Regions from separate parts of the Xenopus tropicalis genome. Here region 2 is linked to region 1. The links are chromatin contacts, called in public Hi-C maps. All regions are on one chromosome and are shown on one strand. Each heading gives the region's core, a stretch centred on a gene start, on an enhancer-like site or on the middle of the called end of the contact. The rest is flanking DNA. Distances are from core to core; before and after follow the strand shown.

The links. A called contact is a pair of places that touch in the nucleus more often than the background predicts.
Region 2: a contact with region 1 is called in a Hi-C map of liver, with 2.1 times the contacts expected there. The contact joins two enhancer-like sites. A contact is called at or near these places in 4 of 5 Hi-C or Micro-C datasets (brain, liver, neurula embryo and 1 more).

The regions. Positions count from the first base shown.
Region 1 is chr2:144,172,288-144,175,481 of UCB_Xtro_10.0, forward strand. The region is part of intron 2 of hdac7 (histone deacetylase 7); the gene reads left to right. Among named protein-coding and RNA genes, the nearest start is that of twist2, 100 kb to the right of the region's middle. Within about 2 kb of position 1,719, at least 1 of the 11 cell types and tissues checked has an H3K27ac peak or open chromatin away from gene starts, as enhancers often do. A contact at or near this core is called in liver, where this site is marked.
Region 2 is chr2:144,234,886-144,238,079 of UCB_Xtro_10.0, forward strand. It overlaps hdac7 (histone deacetylase 7), which reads left to right. Exons shown (of 24, transcript XM_004911917.4): 12 at 1,511-1,644; 13 at 2,271-2,391. Among named protein-coding and RNA genes, the nearest start is that of twist2, 38 kb to the right of the region's middle. Within about 2 kb of position 1,581, at least 1 of the 11 cell types and tissues checked has an H3K27ac peak or open chromatin away from gene starts, as enhancers often do. A contact at or near this core is called in liver, where this site is marked.

The DNA.
Region 1 (3,194 bases), core at 469-2,968:
CGACTGAAAATCCTAAAACCCTATGAAGTGCCTACTTATTCTGCAGGCTCATATCTGCCCACCACATGTGTAGTAGATCAGGAGTTTAAGGATCTCTTTGGGTTGGTGGATGGGAGCAACAGGAAAAACTTTAACCCTTCCTCTCTAACCAATCACGGGTCATCAGCTTCAGTAGAACAGAGTGGCATATCAAAGGCAGAAAATCCATTAGTTGTATTTTGACTGAAATTCTATCCTTTTCCAGGAAAGAAGAAAAATAAGAGCAAGTTGGCATAAAGTTTAGCTACATACTGCTCAAGGGAATAGTAATCCCCAGACTCCAGCTGAGGAAAAACAACAGCCCAATATCCTTCTACTTAACAAAAGTCATCAATAGCATCCTAAAGCATTTAACATATTAATGGAAAGAGCCATTGTTTCTTGCAGTGTAGTTCGGGTCTTTTGGGGTAATTGTTCTCAAAATTTTGTATATCACATAGCTGTGCAGTTTTCTTCTATAGGCAAATATGTCACAGATCAAACAGCTCTTAAAAAGGCAGATTTATCAAAATGTGAGTTTAGAGTTTAATACATAAACAACTCACCCATGTTCTATTCATTCTTATGGGGTTTTTAGAAGTGCATTTATCAATGGGTAAAAATCAAAGTTCACCACTTGATAAATACGCTTCTAAAAATACCATAGGAATGAATAGAACATGGGTGAGTTTTTCTGTGGTGAGCTATAATCTCACATTTTGATAAATCTGCCCCAAAGTGTCTTAACACATGTCATCCTCCCAGATCCTTCACTACGAGACAATAGAAGGCAGCAATGTCCTTCAAGAATCAACAACCTACATCTGCTTTTGGCTTCCACTTCTGGAAATCAAGTAACTGATGATACTGTAGAGTATATTGACTCTATGGGGTTGATTCACTAAAGGTTGATAAAACGAGTGCTATTTATAGCATGCGTTAAAGATTTTATCACTTCTTATTTTTTGCGACTTAACGCTTGATTCACTAAAAGAACACCTGTCATAATTAAGAAATGATGTTCTTTGCGTTATTTATCTCGCGGTGACATATTTTCAAGCACACTATATTTTACACAGTGCAGGATATATTACGCACGTAACCATTACTTTCTGAAAACTACTGTTCTGAAAATTACCATTTCCCTGAAAACTGGAGGGACTATAGGGCCAACACAGACTTGGAAAAAATACGACTGCAAACTCCATGTTGTGTTGCCAAAAGCTCACGAACCGCAATTTTCTTTAAGTACCTACCCTCTTTACCGCCTACCCCAAGTAGGTGTATGTATGGTGTTAATATTCGCACAGATTAACACAATATTTTGCGCGTTTAACGCTTCATTTGTGAATCATGCATCAGTACTATTTCTATTCGCTAATTAACGCAATGCATTAGAAATAACGCTTTGCGGTGATGGTTTTTTTTGCGCATGCGTTATGCGGATTAACGCATGCGAAATGACTTTGATGAATCAGTACTTATTTATCGCATGCTTTTTAATGCAAAAAAAGCATGCGATAAGCATTATCGACCTTTAGTGAATCGGCCCCTATGACTGTTATTATAAAGCACACTTTGATAGAAAGGAAAGTTGTTATCAACCAAGTCTGCGAATCATATGAAATCACTATGACTTCCAGATAACTGCTTTATCAACACAATTCTGTGGCAACACAAACTGTGTAGCAACATAAGATCATGGCAAGGGGTAGGGTGAAGACACTGTGAACGCTTTTTATAGAGGAACTGATGGTATTTCCTCACATAACAAACTAAAAAAAAATAGATGAAAGCTAGTCCTTTTTATTTAAAATAGAATACAAGAACAATTTCACAAACAGCCGCAGAATATTTATACACAAAAAGGGAACTAGGTTTTGATAGGCAGCAATAGGGGAAGGGACAATTTCATAGCTTTTCCTGAAAGTACAACGGCCAAGAGATATTTTGGTATTTCAGTATCTTCTGATTATACCTGTATAAAAGTAAACATTGGTAATCTATTAAACTAGGAGCAGTAGGTAGTATGACCTGTATACTTTGATAGATGGATGGATAAATTTTTGACCGAGGATAGACACTATCAGACTAGAACTTTAATAGACAATAGGTCCTATAACAATGTGACAGAAACAAAATTTGCTCCAGTTGCAGCAACAGCTATTAAATAGCAAACTTGTTATTACATTCCAACCAAAAGCAACTTCATATTACATTCCAACCAAAAGCAACTTCACCTACAGAAATTCTAGTGTCATTATGGTCTCCTGATCATTAGATGCAAAATGGTTAGCATTGCTACCTTGCAGCACCAGGGTCCAAGGTTCAATTCTAGCCAGGGTACTATATGCAAAGAGTATGTATGTTTTCTCTTTACTTGAGTAAGTTTCCATTAGCTACTTTAGTTTCCTCCCACACTCCAAAAACATACAGGAGGTTAATTCATTCCTAATAAAATTGACCATAGTGTGTATATGTAATCATGAACTTTGATAGTAAGCACTTTAATAAATAAGTATTTAGTTGTACCACATTTTGTTCTTTGTATCTTATACAGAGAGGCCTAAAGGATCCAAGCCTACAAAAGACATCATGTCAGGAACTTACCTGCCTGTGTTGCTTGCTGTTTGTATGTTCATCCCTATTTTATAATATATAGAGTTAAATAATTTCTAAGCCCTTTATGAAGGCTTAGGTAACATTACATACCACCGCAGGAGCTAGGAAATAAAAAAAAATATAAGATGGGGTTAGACAATACTTTACACCAGCAAGCCATCATAGGGCCCTCATATTTCAGACCTGGAAAAGAAGCACATTTTACCTCAGTTAGGACCTTTCAACCTGGCTCCTTCTCTGCTCTTGAGTCCCTCAAGAGACACTGCATTTGCTTTCTCTATTTTACACCCCTGGTGTCTGAGGTAGTCATTTACAAATTGTTATAAATGTATGAAGTACATTGAATGTATTAAGTGAATTTGCAATACTAACATGTTTTATTTCATTGCAAGGATACACAGTGATTCAAAGTGGCAGACTTTATATTAAATGTACCTAACAGTGGTGGTAACTGTGTGTCCCTTAAAGGGCATGTCAACCCCAAAAATAATTTTTTTGCATAATGAAAGAAAACATAATTCTAAGCAACTTTCCAATATGGAATAATTAAAAAT
Region 2 (3,194 bases), core at 331-2,830, 62 kb after region 1:
GGATTGTTCAACTTTAAATTAACATTTAGTATGTTATAGTGTGTGCTATTCTCAGACAATTTGCAATTGGTCTTCATTGTTCTAATCATTTCACCTTTTTTCCTTGGCTTCTCAGTTTGGAATTTTTGCAGATATCTGGTTGCTTTGGTCCAAATTACCCTAGCAACCAGGCAATGGTTTAGGAGAGGCCTGAACAGAAAGATAAGCAATAATATTGTAGCCTCAAAAAACGAGTTTTTTGGCTGGCATAGTCTTTGACCCCAGTTTGAAAGCTGAAAGGAGTCAGAAAATGAAAGCAAAAAAATCAAAAACTAAAAAAAGTATAAAAATGAAAACTAATTGGAGAATTGCTAAGAATTATCCTTTCTATAACATACTAAATTTTAATGTGAAAGTGAACCACCCCTTTAAGGCGTGCATTCTCTTTATATCTCATTTAACTCTGCAGTTTAAATGGCTGCACCCAAAAACCCAATGCACAAAAAGTCATTTTTTGTGTATAACATACTAGAAGTTAACATAAAGATGAACCAATTCTTTTCAATTCCCATTTTATTCCTCAAGTGGGCTAAATGGACGCTGGATGGGGGCAATAAACAGATTAATAGCAAGTTCAGGCATATTCCAGCTTCTGAGCAGTCTCGCCGTAGAGCAAATATAACAGTAGTTGTATATGTATATTAATATGCATTGATATGTATGTCATTGTATAATCAGGCACGTGCAGCCTCATCAGATATAGGGTGGCTGTAGTTTTAATACTTTATATCTACAACTGTACCCACATGCACAGAAGTGACATACTCTTCTGATCATCACCGCTCCAGCAATTGAATACTATTGTGAAGCCAGTGCCTATAGCCACAGCCACCAGTTAATTTGCAAATATTCATATTACACTAGGAATGTCTTAATGAGAAGGCCTCCTGCTTTCATTTAGGTACTAGGAGTAGCAGTGTGGCACAGATATCCTTCCTACTCATACCACATGGCACTTAATCTCTCTGTATTTATACTTATTTATTGTGTTTATTATGACACTTGACCTCCCTGTGTTTAATTGTATATACTGTAAGATTGTACAGCACTGTGTATCCTTGTAGCGTTTTATAAATAAAGTTATACATACATACACACATACATAGCCTGCACCTTGATAACCGCAAGCGTGAGGCTTACACAGCTGCACTGCACAATCCCATGGGTCAAGGAATTCCTTTTCCCTCTTTTTGTCACACTAGAGACTTCTGCTATTCTGCTAGATATAAATCAGTTGGAAATCCCTACAAGGACTCGCCTGCATATTTTTAAAGGACAAAAGGAGATATAATAATAACAGGGTCATAAATCTTTTGTTGTACAGCTCGTAGGTTTGGAATAATAAGTAATATATTGTTGCTAGGACTTCATTAGGTTAAGGCTATTAACTACTAGGTCACTTAAAAGTGATCATACCTTTTCTGCCCTCTCAATACAATAATCTTTTTTTCTTTTTTTTGTTAACGTATAGGAATTGTGTATGACTCAGTAATGCTGAAACACCAGTGTACTTGTGGGGACAACAGCAATCATCCAGAGCATGCTGGGAGAATCCAGAGCATCTGGTCCCGCTTACAAGAGAGAGGATTACGCAATAATTGTGAAGTAAGTGTGGATGGCAGAAGTGTCATGCCTAGCTAAAATAACGTGCCAGGGGTAATTATTTTAACATTAATAAGCATTCTGGCTATTTTTCCACCATATTAAAGCACTCTAGGAACATAGCAGAAATTGGTTGGAATCTCACTGCTACTGCCTACTGAGCAAATCCAGCTCTGATCAGTGCTCCAGCTTCTTAACAATTAAACAAAACCTATAACTCACCCATATAACTTAAATATATAAAAATGCAGGATTGTGTAACAGAAGCACCCTGGACTGAACAGCAAAAGTCTAATTTACTGCAGGAAGTGTTGCATGTTTCCTGCTCATTTCTATCATCACTGTAATGTGGGGCAATGGCACTGAGCAGAGCAGCATCAGGAGGGATAAACCATCAGAGATATTAGCAGAGAATAACTGCAAGTGTTGTGATTGAGCCTTATTGCATATGTCCCCCTAAATGTGTACATGCTGTAAATATGTATATCTCTGGGGCTTGATGGGTTTGTTAAGTGCTGGAAAGTTTTAGAGGGTTGAATACCCAGCATTGGAATGTAATTACTAATGGGATTCTCTGTAACATCCTACATCCATGTTTCATAATCCATGTTCCTATCTCTGTGCCTCAGTGCATCCGGGGAAGGAAGGCTACATTAGAGGAGCTGCAGTCTGTGCACACAGAGACCCATGTCCTGCTCTATGGAACTAATCCCCTCAACAGACTCAAACTGGATAACCGCAAGCTTGCAGGTACTGTTCGCTCTCTTACCAACAAGCGTGCCTCTACAGCAGTGTTTGTTGTTTGTAATGTCTTGTCAGTTGTAAAGCTTTCTTGTGTTTGGCCACTGGTACCGTCTTGCCCTCTTCTTTATGCAACAATAGAGCAAAACAATAATTCTCCTGGCTACATATGTAATGAAAATCTCTTCCAGGGTGTGTAGAGCTTTCATGCATTAATTATATGCAGCCTGTTGGAACTGCAGAATAGGGTCTGTGTGTTGGACTGCCACTAGGGGGCAATATAGGCCTGCCTTTGATTTAATATTGCAGCACTTGCTGCCTACAGCTGCTAATAACTAGTAAGGATACCGGGATTTGTTGCTCGGGGGCTGCTAGCTTGTAGAGGGTTATAATTGGGAACTCAGGATGGAGACACACAACAGCACAACAGTTTGCAGGGCATTTACTAAATGAAATATAGCATTTTAATACTTGGAAGTACAGAATTTGTTTTTAAAAGACAACAAGATGTCTGTTGAACCACCACCCCTTCTACTCCCAGACACAAGGGATTTGTTATGACACCACTGATATAACTTATACCTTTGTACATTAAAAAACATACTACCACATTGTACAGCTCTTTATAAATAGGCATAATTTACACAACCTGCCTTGGTGTTAAAGTGGTTATGTTTGGCATCTTTTTGTTTGTTTGCTTTTTAATACTTTCAGAAATCTTCCACAGAGTGCGTATTACAGAATACCCGTGTGTGTGTGTATATGTGTGTGTGTATATATGTATATATATATATATATATATATATATGTAA